Regions from separate parts of the Sus scrofa genome. Here region 2 is linked to region 1. The links are chromatin contacts, called in public Hi-C maps. All regions are on one chromosome and are shown on one strand. Each heading gives the region's core, a stretch centred on a gene start, on an enhancer-like site or on the middle of the called end of the contact. The rest is flanking DNA. Distances are from core to core; before and after follow the strand shown.

Region 1 (6,717 bases), core at 6-2,505:
AAGCTGTCCTGAATGTCTAGATTACCTTTCCCCATTTCTCTACCTGGCTAACTGGTATTTGTTCAAATCCTACATCATCTAGAATATTCCCCCTCAAAGTGGTTCAAAATGTGGAACAGCAGCATTAGCATCACCTGGAAGGCTGTTGGAAATGAAGGATCTCATACTCCCCCCAAAGACCCCAAAAGGAGAATCTGCATTTTAACAGGAATCCCACATATTTCCAGATGCACATTTAAGTTGCAGAAGCTCTGTTCTAGTAAAACTGCTCTGACCCAGGTCAAGTGTTCCTTTTCTATGTCACTGCACTCAGCATACTGTATCAAAGTTACTGCTACACTTAACATAGTGGCCGCTGGCTAATTTTTCCGAATTCCTTTATAGGAGGGATGATGTCCCATTCATTTCTGAACCTCCAGAACTCAGCATTGTACAGAGAATGCAGTGGAGCTCAATTAATGAAACAGAAATAAACTAAGCTAAGCCTCAGTTTTCTCATCTATCAAATGAGCATAATACTCACATAGAACTACTACGGGAATAAAATAGGACAAATACTGAACATTGTGCACAATGTCTGGCCTACTAGGTACTCCATCAATGTTACTTCTTTCTTTCTGGACATTTAAAAGGAGTTCACTCTGTGACAGTGGGCTAAGAATCTGACTACAGTGGTTTGGGTTGCTGTGGAGGTGAGGGTTCAATCGCCGGCCCGGTGTGGTGGGTTGAAGGATCCAGCATTGCTGCAGCTGTGGCGTAGGTAGCAGATGCAGCTCAGATCCAGTGTTGCCATGGCTGTGGCGAAGACCTCAGCTGCAGCTCCGATTCAGCCCCTACCCTGGGAACTTCCATATGCTACAGGTACAGCCATAAAAAGAAAAAAGAAAGAAAGGGAAGAGGGAAGAAGAGAATGGGACAGAAAAGAGAAGACGGTAAAAAAGAAACAAAGAGAAAAAAGAAAGTCAGTTACATAAATGACCAAAGCAAAACACCTTAGAGGCATTATGATGCACAGAAGTTCAGTCTCTCAAGGGCCAAAAAGAAGGCCCATGCTGCCTGATCAATAACCTGGGATAAAGGTTGTATAAGCACTACTAGAAGTTTTAGTAGTGAGGTCACGGGTGTGACCGCATGGACGGAGAGGATGACAACAAGTAGGCGTGACAAGCTGTTGCATTCAACGGACCATTAGCAGTAGTCCAAGTCAGGAAATAGCTTTGACTTTTCCTCACCCACCCCTGGGAATGAACTCGGGCCCCTCACACTCGGAGCTTCAATTCCTCGTAGTTTTTCACAATGTTTCCTGGTAGAAGCAAGCTCAGCTGTAGAGGCAGCTTCCCAGGCTCATCCTGAACCTTCTGAAGGTGCTCTCCCCAACCCTTCAGAGTCTGCCACCAGCACCCAGCATCTGCTCAGCATTTCCAGGGACTGCAGAGCAACTAATCGAGATTCACTTCCTGTTGACTTCAAACACAAACATATACTTATCATAACCAAATAACTTACGGACCTCTTAGTTCATTCTGTTGGGCCAAGGGGAGACAAACATTCCCATTCTCAACTATTGGAGTATACTAAATAATAAACCACGTGCTGCTGTGTTGGTCTGAGTGGGCTGCATCAATTCTAAGAGCTCATTCAGTTTCAGGAAGCAGCTTACTTCCTCCTTCCAAGGCTAGTTGAACCAAAAATAACAAAGAATAAACTTTCGAGCTGCATGTGGTTTTTCAGGCCTCTGGCTCCAAAATTAACTTGTTAAAAGTTCTTTCCCTATAATGATGAAAGAAGGCCTTTAATGACTAATAACAGTTCGGACTTTATTATACTAAAGATCGCCTAAAACTATTTCAGGTTTTGATATTTAATTGCATAAAGGCAATTCTTCCAAATAAGCAATGGTCACGTCCTGTTTTGTTCTTGGCACTGTAGGAAATGTATACTAATGTAAAAACTACACTTCACAGACACGCATTTTCAGGAATATCATTTGACAAAAATTACATAACCATCTCAAATGGTGACATGCTATTTCTTGACATTTGTATAGGAAGTCACTTTATTTATTCATTATTTTTGATACTACTTTCTAGGTGGTGGGAAACTGAATCAAAAGCAAACTTATTTATACCACCTGTTATTCACATAACTACCACTTATATCTTCCATAGTATTAATTAAAGTTGGAGGATAAAGTCTGAAGTAATGAAAAAAATTAATAAAAATTTAAAAAAGAGAAACACTTTGGACTTAAAATGCAAATAATTATTATGATAAATGACTGAAAACCTAAAAATTGCTTTAAATTAACAAAACCTAAAAATTTTTAGTAATAGGACAAAACAAACTCATGTCAAGTTGAGACATACTTCAAAATTTATTTTTAAATGTATCTGTTTTCATACCAACTTTCATTAAAATCTGTAAGTCTAAAACTAGTTGAAAATACCGTTTTTTTTTTTAAATACTATTAAAGTATTTAGGAAGGAAGCAAAATCTAAGAAAGAATGGACACCTTAAAGAAACACTCTAGTGTTTTTCACAAAATGTGTGACCTTGAATTTTCAGTGATTGAGCAAAGGCCAGGAGATGTGCTAAGAGCTCAATAAATACAAGGCCATATTTTAAACCTTAGGAGGCTGGTTCAACAGCCAGACAAAGCAATTCCACATAAATCTGTTTGTATAATCCCTTCTTTCCCCACAGAAGTACTCCTGAATAATCTCTACAACTCACTCTAATTCCACTTCTAATCAGAAGAAATGCTGAAGGAGTTAAGGACTTCAAAACAACAGAATAGGGAGTTCCTGTTGTGGCTCAGTGGGTTACGAACCTGACTAGTATCAATGAGGATGTGGGTTTGATCCCTGGCCTTGCTTAGTGGGTTAAGGATCTGGCATTGCCACAAGATGCAGCTCAAATCCCGAGTTGCTGTGGTTGTGGTGTAGGCCAGCAGCTGTAGCTCCAATTCCACTCCTAGCCCAAGAACTTCCGCATGCCGAGGGTGTGGCCAAAAAAGAAAAACAAACAAACAAACACAGTAAGTCCAAACAATGACATGACAAGGTATGCTCCCTGGCTATCCTGACTAGGCAAAAAGAGGCTATTCTCAAATGAGATTAACTTGTTTAGGAGAGGACCAGAAATTCCTGATAGCCTGAAAAGACAAAGGCAAGCAAGCTTGGAGCCTTGGCTTGGGCTCTAGGTGGGAACATAAAGTCATGGCCCACATCAAGTCTTATGTGGGTCTCAGTTTTGCAGGTCACCTGGAGCAGCAATGTTTCGAGTGTCTTAAGCACAGGAGTCAGGAAGCTGATACTGACTGGCTCTCTCCACAGCCTGTGACCCAGTGATGATGTAAAATCAAAGACAAGGAGCTCCCTTGTGGTGTGGCAGATTAAGGATCAGGTGTGGTCACTGCAGTGGCTCGGGCTGCTACTGTGGCATGGGTTTGATCTCTGGCACAGGAACTTCCACAAGCCACAGGGGCAGCCAATAAATACATAAGTAAATAAAGCCAGTGACAAGACCTTCACGTCAAGTAAGGGCTGCTTCGAGGAATAAGGTAAGTCTCCTTGCTCACTAATTTCTAATTCTGAAATCAGGACAAAGTCACTTTCAAGTCCACCATGAATATTTTAGTGATGGAAAGAACCAAAAGATGACAAGAGACCCACCCCATCTCCAGTTCCAAAGAAAACACAAATTTTGAACACTGGGTGTAATTACAAAATGCCTTTAAAAATGGAGTTCCCCTAGAGGTTCAGCAGAAACAAATCTGACTAGTATCCATGCCGATCCAGGTTTAAACCCTGGCCTCACTCAGTGGGTTAAGGATCCGGTGCTGCTATGAGCTGCGGTGTTGGTCACAGATGTGGCTCGAATCTGGCTGTGGCATAGGCCGGTGGCAGGGGCTCCAATCTGACCCCTAGCCCAGGAACCTCCATATACCTCAAGTGCAACCCTAAAAAGACCAAAAAAATAAGTCTTAAGAAAAAGACACTAGCAATTTTACTAACGAATTCTTCCAACAGCAGCTAGGTTTTTAAAATACCACTGGTACATCTTTTTCGACATCTAGCAATATTCTATTCCCTTCTACTTCTTTTTTCTTTATTTTTTTCCACTGTACAGCATGGGGACCAAGTTACACATACATGTATACATAATTTTCCTCCCATTGTCCTGTTGCGATGTAAGTATCTAGACATAGTTCTCAGTGCTACACAGCAGGATCTCGTTGTAAATCCATTCCAAGAGCAATAGTTTGCATCTGTTAACCCCAAGCTCCCGATCCCTCCCACCCCTTCCCTCTCCCCCGGGGCAGCCACAAGTCTATTCTCCAAGTCCATGATTTTCTTTTCTGTGGAAAGGTTCATTTGTGCCATATATTAGATTCCAGTTATAAAGGATATCATATGGTATTTGTCTTTCTCTTTCTGACTTATTTCACTCAGTATGAGAGTCTTTAGTTCCATCCATGTTGCCGCAAATGGCATTATGTCATTCTTTTTTATGGCTGAGTAGTATTCCATTGTGTACATATACCACTTCTTCCTAATCCAATTGTCTTTTAATGGACATTTGGGTTGATTTAATGTCTTGGCTACTGTGAATAGAGCTGCAATGAACATGCCGGTGCATGTGTCTTTTTTAAGGAAAATTTTGTCTGGATATATGCCCAAGAGTGGGACTGCTGGGTCATATGGTAGTTCTATGTACAGATTTCTAAGGTACCTTCATACTGTTCTCCATAGTGGCTGTACCAGCTTACATTCCCAACAACAGTGCAGGAGGGCTCCCTTTTCTCCACAACCCCTCCAGCACTTATTTGTGGACTTATTAATGATGGCCATTCTGACTGGTGTGCAGTGGTATCTCATGGTAGTTTTGATTTGCATTTCTCTAATAATCAGGGATGTTGAGCAGTTTTTCATGTGCTTGTTGGCCATCTGTATATCTTCCCTGGAGAAATGTCTATTCAGGTCTTTTGCCCATTTTTCCATTGGGTGGTTGGCTTTTTTGCTGTTGAGTTGTATAAGTTGCTTGTATATTCTAGAGATTAAGCCTTTGTCTGTTGCATCATTTGAAACTATTTTCTCCCATTCTGTAAGTTGTCTTTTTGGTTTCTTTTTGGTTTCTTTTGCTGTGCAAAAGCTTGTCAGTTTGATTAGGTCCCATTGGTTTATTTTTGCTTTTATTTTTGTTGCTTTGGGAGACTGACCTAAGAAAATATTCATGAGGTTGATATCAGAGAATGTTTTGCCTCTGTTCTCTTCCAGAAGTTTGATGGTGTCTTGCTTTACCTGATGAGTGAGGCCAGGGATCGAACCCACAACCTCATGGTTCCTAGTCAGATTCACTTCTGCTGCACCACAACGGGAACTCCTGGCACCTAGATTTTTAAAATACCACTGGTATATCTTTTTCTACATCTAGCAATATTCTATTCCCTTCTATACACCTCCGTATTAAATAAGGCAATTTTCAAGAACAAAAATTCCATAGAATATTTTATTTTTTATTTCCCCTTTAACGTAAGTGCATAATTACATCATCATTATTATTAAGCACTAAGAAAACTGTTCTTACCACAGTAGTGAAACTGCCTTCTCCTTGATTGCCAATGACCACCTTTCTGTTAGATCTAAGTGCAACTTCTCACTCGCTAATTTTTCTATAGCATCTAATGCCTGTAGCTACTTTTCCACTTCTTAGAACTATTTCTTTCTTTGGCACCTGTGACTCAACACTCTCCCACCTCAGGCTATTCGATTCAGCTTCCTTTATCAAATTGACTTCCTTCCTCTGTTACAGAAACGGGCCCAAGATTCTGTCCTCAGCTCTCGCTTCTCCCAAATCCATTGCATCCAACCTACTCCCATGGCTTCCCTGCCCCTGTCTCTAGCCCTGGTCCCTCACACCTCTAGACATGCTCTTCTGGTTGAAACTGGGCAGCTCCACTCAAAATCCCAAAGGTACCAAACCCATCAGCATACAGCATATCCCCAAACTGCTCATCACCCTGCCGTTCATTCACATCCACAGACACATGCTGTTAGTAACCATTTATCATGAGGCCAGACACTAAGTTAAATGCTTCACATACATCAACTATTTTAGTCCTCACAAGAGTCCAAGGAAGGAAGTGGTTATCCCCAATTTCCATAGGGGGAAACCCAAACAGAGAGATAAAGTAATCTGTTCAAGGTCATGGAACTGAAAAGTGGTTGAGGAGGGATTGAAACTTGGCAGTCTGATTTCAAAGACCATGCTTTAAACAACTCTACTACATCAGTGCATCCCACTCGCCCAGATCTGAAACATGTCTCTTCTGCACAGCCATCATGTTCTAGTTAGAAGGGACATGTGTCCTTCTTCTTTTTTTTTTTTTTTTTTTGGTTTTTAGGGCCACACTCATGGCATATGGAGGTTCCCAGGCTAGGGGTCTAACTGAAGCTACAGATGCCGGCCTACACCACAGCCACAGCAACGCAGGATCCGAGCCGCATCTGCAACCTACACCACAGCTCATGGCAATGCCAGATCCTTAACTCACTGAGCAAGGACAAGGGATGGAACCCGAAACCTCATGGTTACTGGTCAGATTCATTTCCGCTGCACCACAGTGAGAACTCCTGTCCTTCTTTTTGACTGCTCAGCATCTAACCCCCTTCTCATGTTTGGGGAATTCCCAATGTGGAAGCTAAAAACACAAAT
Region 2 (7,341 bases), core at 1,293-3,792, 200 kb after region 1:
TCAATAAAACAGGTTCAAAAACTATAGAAAAAATAAATGAAACCAGAGGTGGTTCTTGAAAGGGTAAACAAAATTGACAAACCCCTGCCCAGACTCACCAAGAAGAGGAGAGAAAGAACTCAAATAAATATAATAAAAAATGAAAAAGAGAAATATCAATGGATAACCCAGAAATACAACAACAACAAAAAACTATAATGGAACACTCTGAACAGTTATATGCTAACAAATTTGATAACCTAGATGAAATGGACCAACTTTCTAGAGACATACAGCCCGACAAAACTAAATCACAAAGAAATAGATCATTTAAACATATCCATGGCTAGAAATGAAATTGAATGTGTAATAAAATTCTCCCCACAAATGAACATCCAGGACCAGATGGCTTCACAGAAAAATTCTACCAAATATACAAAGAAGAACTTATACCCATTCTCCTTCAACTTTCCAAAAGGTTGAAGAAGGAATAATCCCAAAGACATTCTATGAAACCACAATCACCCTAATACCAAACCCAGACAAAGTTCCTGCAAAAAAAGTTACAGGCCAATATATATGATAACTATAGAGGCAAAAATTCTCAACAAAATTTTAGCCAACTGAATCCAACAACATATAAATAGATCACATACCACGACCAGGTGAGATTCATTCCAAATCACAAGGATAGTTCAACATAGGGAAATAAATCAATAACACACACCACATTAAAAAAAGACAAGTCAAAAACCACACAATCATCTCAATAGATGCAGAAAAAGTATTTGACATATACCAGCATGTATTCATGATTAAAAACTTTTACCAAAGTGGGTATCAGGGAACATATCTTCATATAACAAAAGCCATTTATGACAAACCCACAGCCAATATAATGCTCAAAGAGAAAAACTGAATGCCTTCCCTCTAAAATCTGGAATAAGACAAAGGATGCCCATTCTCACCACTTTTATTCAACAAAGTATGGGAAGTCCTAGCTGCAGCAATCAGAAAAGCAAAAGAAATAAAAGGTATCTAAACTGGAAAGGAAGAGGGAAAATTGTCACTCTCTGCAGATGACAGGATACTATATATAGAAAACCCTGAAGACTCCATATAAAAACTGCTATTTCTGATCAATGAATTCAACAAAGTAGCAGGATACAAGACTAACACTCAGAAATCAGTTGCATCTCTGTATACTAACAGTGAAATATTAGAAAACAAATATAAAAATATGATACCTTTTAAAATCACACCTCCCCAAAATACCTAGGAATAAACCTGACCAAAGAGGCGAAAGACTTACATGCTGAGAGCTATATAAAATATTTATCAAGGAAGTTAAAGAGGATTGAAAGAAATGGTAAAATATCCCATGTTCCTGGGTTAGAAGAGTTAATATCATAAAAATGGCCATGCTACACAAAGCAATGGACAGATTCGATGCAATCCCTACTAAGTTACCCATGAGATTTTTCACAGAACTAAAAACTTCCAAAAATTTATATGGAACCACAAAGGACCCTGAATTGCCAAAGAAATCCCGAGGAATAAAAACCAAGCAAGTGGCATTAGCTTCCCAGAAGTCAGCTACAGTAATCAAGACAGTGTGGCACTGGTACAAAAATAGACACACAGACCAATGGAACAGAATAGAGAGCCCAGAAATAAACCCAGACACTTATGGTCAATTAATCTTCAGACAAAGGGGAGAAGAATATAAAATGGGAAAAAGTCTCTTCAGCAAATGGTGCTGGGAAAACTGGACAGCTGCATGTAAATCAATGAAACAAGAACATAACCTCACACCATGCACAAAAATAAACTTGAATTGGCTTAAAGACTTAAATATAAGACAAGACACCCTAAAACTTCTAGAAGGTAAAACATTCTCTGACTTCAACTATAGGCATGTTTTCTTAGGTGGTGGCCTCCATGGCTTTGTGAAAGAAGCTGGGCTTGGAGAGGAAGAAGGGTTCCTGGCCCAACCCCTTGGAGTCCACCAGGTCAGTGGCCACGTATATACCTGTGGTGGAGCCCACCACAGCCATTTGATGAGCCTGAGGCTGAGCCTCAGGCTGATCAAACCAACAAACAGAGGCACAGCACATAGCAAACCAGTCTGCTGAGGTTTCACACAACGCAGTCAATACAGCATCAGGGAACACCACCCCCGCGCCCCAGAAGGGCTAGACTGCCCCTCCACCGCCGCCAAATGGCCCCTGCCAGCCAGTGCTAGCTCCTGGGCCGCCTTGGGCTCCGCCCACCACCGCCGCCTGCAAATCAGCTCCCTGCCCTCACGCCCCCCGCTGGGAGAGGTGGTCTGCGGGCGGAGCGGTGTAGGGGACAGGAGCAAAGGAGTGGGTGGTGAGTGGCGCGGTAGAGGGGCGGGTCCGCCAGCGGGTCAGGGAGCCGAGGGGCGCTTCTGCAGCCGGCTAAGCGGCCTCCTGCCCGCTGGCCCCGCCGCTGCTGCTGCCATCACCGACCCCTGCTGACTGCAAGTGCTCCAGCCTCGCCTGCATTCTTGGGGCGCTCAGCCAGGCCCACGTCTCAGGCGTCTGCCTGCACCGCCCAGGGCCTTGCTCCACCTTCCAGGCCAAGCCTGCATGCAGGCTGCGAACAGCCACTCAGGACAGCCGCATTATCAAGGGAAGTGGGGGGTGGGGTTGCAGCTAAGTCCTAAGGTGCTGCTCTGAGAGTCCCTGGCAAGTTGCACCGGTTCTCCATCCCCCTGCAGCCAAGCCTTGGCCAGCACTGTCTGGGAGAGAGCAATCTGAGCGGACACAAAACTTTTATTTCTAATCAAGGAATTCAGCAAAGTAGCAAGATACAAGATTAACATTCAGAAATCAATTGCATTTATGTATACTAAAAATGAAATATTAGAAAATGTGTATAAAAATATGATACCTTTTAAAATACAACCCCCCCAAAATATGTTACCATTTTCCAACATATGAAATATGAAAACCCAGAGACACTAAAGATAAGATCAAATCTGAAAACTAAATCCTGGCACCAAACTGCATCACAAATATATGCCAACAAGAATTTAGGGCTGTGGCAACTAGAGAATATCACTGATGTATTGTGTTAAAGACTGCAGTTCCAGCAATTAGATGCTAACAGTGTCCCATGTGATATCTAGCCTGTACATTATTTTCCTAAAGTCTTAGGGCATTTGTATAATCAGCTCCAGTCATTTAGTCTTAAGAAAAATAGACAAGACTACATATCTGGACATAAGACATATAAATATGTAAGGGAAAACCATCTATATGACAATATTCTAGGGAGAGCTTTTATTAATCCAAGTTTAATTTACTTATCTATTTTCTTATGAGGGTATGTATATGTATGCTCTTATGTTTCCAAACATAGAAGGGTCAAGAGAAAGGGTCTCTTTGAACTTTTCACAGACTTTGTCCTATGTATCTCTTACTTTGGGTAGGATACTGATCTGCATGCTTATCCCATGATAAATTATAATTGCTAGTGTAGTTTTTGGTAAACTGCTTGAACCCTTTTAACAAATTAGCAAATTAGGTTTTGTGAATTCTTCAGACTTGAAATTTATATCTGAAGTGAGTGCAATATTAGGTATTGTGCTCTCAAACCTCAAAGCATATCTAACTCCAGGTAGTCAGAAATTCCACTCCTAGGTATATACCAACTAGAATTGATGACAGGTATTCAAATAAATACACACAGCTCAATGTTCATAGCAGCACTATTTACAATAGCCATAAAGAAAAATGGCCCAAATGTCCTTCAAAATATCAATGGCTACATTAAATATGGTATATACAGTGAAATATTACTCAACTATAAAAACAAAGTACTAGTATATGGTGTAATGTGGATGAGCCTTGAAAACATTATGCCAAATGAAAGAAGCCAAGCACAAAAATCCCATACTTTATGATTCATTTTATATGGAGTATACAAAATGGGTAAACATTACATATAAACACAAAGAAGACTGGTCATTATCAGGACTTGGGGGCAGAAGAAAGCAAAAAATTCCTTAATAGATACAGCACTTTTTTTGAGGTGATGGAAATATTTTGGAGGTAAGTACAGGTGTGGTTGCACAGTATGGTTTAAATCTACTGACCTTTTTTTCTTTTATAATGGTTAATTTTATATTATGAGAATTTGCTTCAATTAAAGCCAGCTACAAAAGGAAATGAGACTTGATCCTAATTTTTTTTTTTTTTGTCTTTTGTCTTTTTGTTGTTGTTGTTGCTATTTCTTGGGCCGCTCCCGCGGCATATGGAGGTTCCCAGGCTAGGGGTTGAATCGGAGCTGTAGCCACCGGCCTACGCCAGAGCCACAGCAACGCGGGATCCGAGCCGTGTCTGCAACCTACACCACAGCTCACGGCAACGCCGGATCGTTAACCCACTGAGCAAGCGCAGGGACCGAACTCGCAACCTCGTGGTTCCTAGTCAGATTCGTTAACCACTGCGCCACGACGGGAACTCCTTGATCCTAATTTTTATCTTTATTCCTCAGTCTCTGAAGTAATTCATTCAAATTTTTCTAAGGAAAAAAGCTTTCCTCCTTCTAACTAAAATTCTAGGGCTTCCAAGTTCCATGCTATTGATAATTAACAAAAAACAAGTCAGTTAATTCTTCATTTTAACCTTCTATCCCTAGTTTGTTGAGCATTTTTATAAATATTTGCTTAATATCATTAACTATTCTCCACATCTGTTGAGGTGACTGGTATTTCTACTTTATTAATGTGGTGAAATATATTGATAAAATAGAAATGATATACCAAACTTGCATTTTGTTCATTTTTGAATTGCTTTACTTTATTACTGTTACACCATTTATATAATTACATACAATTTCAGTGTATCCATTGCACATATTTTGTTGTTCTTTTCTTTTTTTTTTTTCTATTTTCCAATGAGTGATATGTTGGTGTCTGTGACACAGAATGGATGAGAAACTGGAACTGCATTCAATGAATGCAGGCTTTTTTTTTTTTCCTTCATTTCCACTGACCAATGAACAGAACTACAGATGCACCCAAACCTGGACATGTTTTAACATGTCATAAGAAATCTAGGGGAGCTGAGTAGGATGAGAGAATGTTTGTTCTTCCCAAAAATACCTGGGGCGGAAGCATGGAGTCTTGGTGTGGAGATACATGTGGACAGGCTAAGGGGCCTGTCTGAAAAATGGCATTCATCCGTAGCATTAAAAAAATATATATCAAAATAAGAAAGGCTGTAAATTAAAAAGAAAACTCAGAAAATACTGCCTTCATCAAGATCTGATAGACTTAGCATGGGCTCTGCGGGCAGAGTCAAAATGCTTCATTCCCAGTTCCCCCTTGGAGAAGACGAGATGTTTGGGATCTTAGTGGCAGAGTGCATGTAACAGCAGTTCAGATACAAAGAGAGGTACTGTACTTTCAGACATTTCAGTACTGAAATGGGACATTCAGTGCTGATTGGGAGAGGTGACTGAAGGTATATTAGATATTCCCCCACAAAGACACTATTTGAATTCTCCCCACCCCCTCCCTCCCTCGATGGGACCACATCCCTTTTCTCAGACAATACTTATCATTACTTCCAATTTGAAACCAGTTAGTGTAGGAGAGGAGAGAGACAGAGAGAGAAAGAGAGACAGACAGATCATGGATAAGCTGCATTTTTTTCTCCAGAGTCTTTGTTACTTTGACTCCTATGGTTTGAACTGAATTAGCTCAGGGTCTCAGATTTGACCTCATCTGCGGGGCTGTGGGGGCTTCGGGGGCCGGGCCTTGTGCATGGAACTGGGTGCTTGTGGCTGCTGGGGTCTCTTTGGTGGATGGGGCAGCCTCAGGGCTGCTGGGTTTTGAGTCTGAAGCTGGGGCCCCATCACTTTTCTTCCCCAGCAGAACCTTGGGGAGCCTCAGTCTAGGTGGGTTCCCCTGCCTCCTTGCTCTTGTCATCCTTGGTGGGGCCATGGGCTCCACCATCACCTCAGCCTCCAAAGCCTTGGAGGCTTCACTGCCCGCCCCTGGGCCTAGGCAGCAGCCCCCTCATGCTCAGCATCCCTTGGGGGCTCCTGCTTCCCCTCCAATCCCTCCTTCTGCTCCGTCTCTGCCTTTGGTGCTTCTTCCTTGGCTGCCTAGATGGCATCTTCCTTGCCCTCCTTCACCTCTAGGGTCTCCGCAGCCGCCTGGATCTCATTGTCCTTCGGAGTTCCTTCCTCTTCTGCCCCGGTTCCTTTGGCCTTCTTGTCTTTGTCCTTGGCCTTCTCATCATTCACACTGTACCCCTTCTTCTTCTTGCTCAGCTTGCCTCCTATCTTGGAGTTGGGGTCTGGGTGCCTATACTGCCCCTGGGTGAACAAGGTGCCACCAAGGGGCTTGGGTCAATGGCTTCGCCAAGCTGGATGCCTGGCTGCTGGCTGAGGACCTCTCTCAGGCTCAAAATGTCCATCGACAGAGGAGTGGATCAAGAAGATGTGGTACATATATACACAATGGAATATGTGTATATATATATATACACTCTGACATTAAAAGGAAAGAAATACCGGCATTTTTTGCAACATGGATGGACCTAGAAATTATCATGCTAAGTGAAGTCAGTAAGACAATGAGACACCAACATCAAATGCTTTCACTGACTGACATATGGAACCCGAAAAAAGGCCACAATGAACTTCTTTGCAGAATAGATGCTGACTCACAAACTTTGAAAAACTTATGGTTTCCAAAGGAGACATTTTGGGGGGTGGGGGGATGCGCTGGGGTCGTGAGATGGAAATTCTTTAAAATTGGATTGTGATGATCATTGTACAACTATAAATGTAATAAATTCATTGAGTAATTAAAAAAAAAGGTGGAGTCTGCATCAAATAGAGAGTTGGAGCACTGCTGCAGCCATCGCCACTGCTACTACTCAAAGTTCCACTTTTTTGATTAAATACTTCTTGGATAAGATGTATTATCTTTTTTTTTTTTTTTTTTTTTTTTTTTGCCATTTTAGGGCTGCTTCCCATGGCATATGGAGGTTCCAAGGCTATGGGTCTGATCAGAGCTGAAGACGCCGGCCTACACCAGAGCCACAGCAATGCCAGATCCTTAACCCAGTGAGCAAGGCCAGGGATCAAACCTGAAACCCCATGGTTCTTAGTCAGATTTGTTAACCACTGCACTACAACAGGAACTCTGTATTATCTTTTTTATATATCAAGGAAATGATTTAATGTCAAATATTTGCCTATATATATACTTACTTATTTATGATATACTTCCCTTTAATTTTCTTATCTGGTGATGCTGGCATCATACAATGAACTATAAAATGTTCTTATTCCATGTTTGGGCTAAGATTATGTAGG

What was found. A called contact is a pair of places that touch in the nucleus more often than the background predicts.
Region 2: a Hi-C map of retroperitoneal adipose tissue shows a contact between it and region 1, with 1.7 times the contacts expected there. The contact joins two enhancer-like sites. A contact is called at or near these places in 10 of 47 Hi-C or Micro-C datasets (alveolar macrophages, embryonic fibroblasts, fetal heart ventricle and 7 more).

Annotation. Positions count from the first base shown.
Region 1 is chr2:49,749,431-49,756,147 of Sscrofa11.1, forward strand. The region is part of intron 3 of SWAP70 (switch-associated protein 70); the gene reads right to left. Among named protein-coding and RNA genes, the nearest start is that of SWAP70, 52 kb to the right of the region's middle. Within about 2 kb of position 1,256, at least 20 of the 83 cell types and tissues checked have an H3K27ac peak or open chromatin away from gene starts, as enhancers often do. A contact at or near this core is called in retroperitoneal adipose tissue, where this site is marked.
Region 2 is chr2:49,952,734-49,960,074 of Sscrofa11.1, forward strand. It overlaps the pseudogene LOC110259568. Among named protein-coding and RNA genes, the nearest start is that of WEE1, 62 kb to the left of the region's middle. Within about 2 kb of position 2,543, at least 20 of the 83 cell types and tissues checked have an H3K27ac peak or open chromatin away from gene starts, as enhancers often do. A contact at or near this core is called in retroperitoneal adipose tissue, where this site is marked.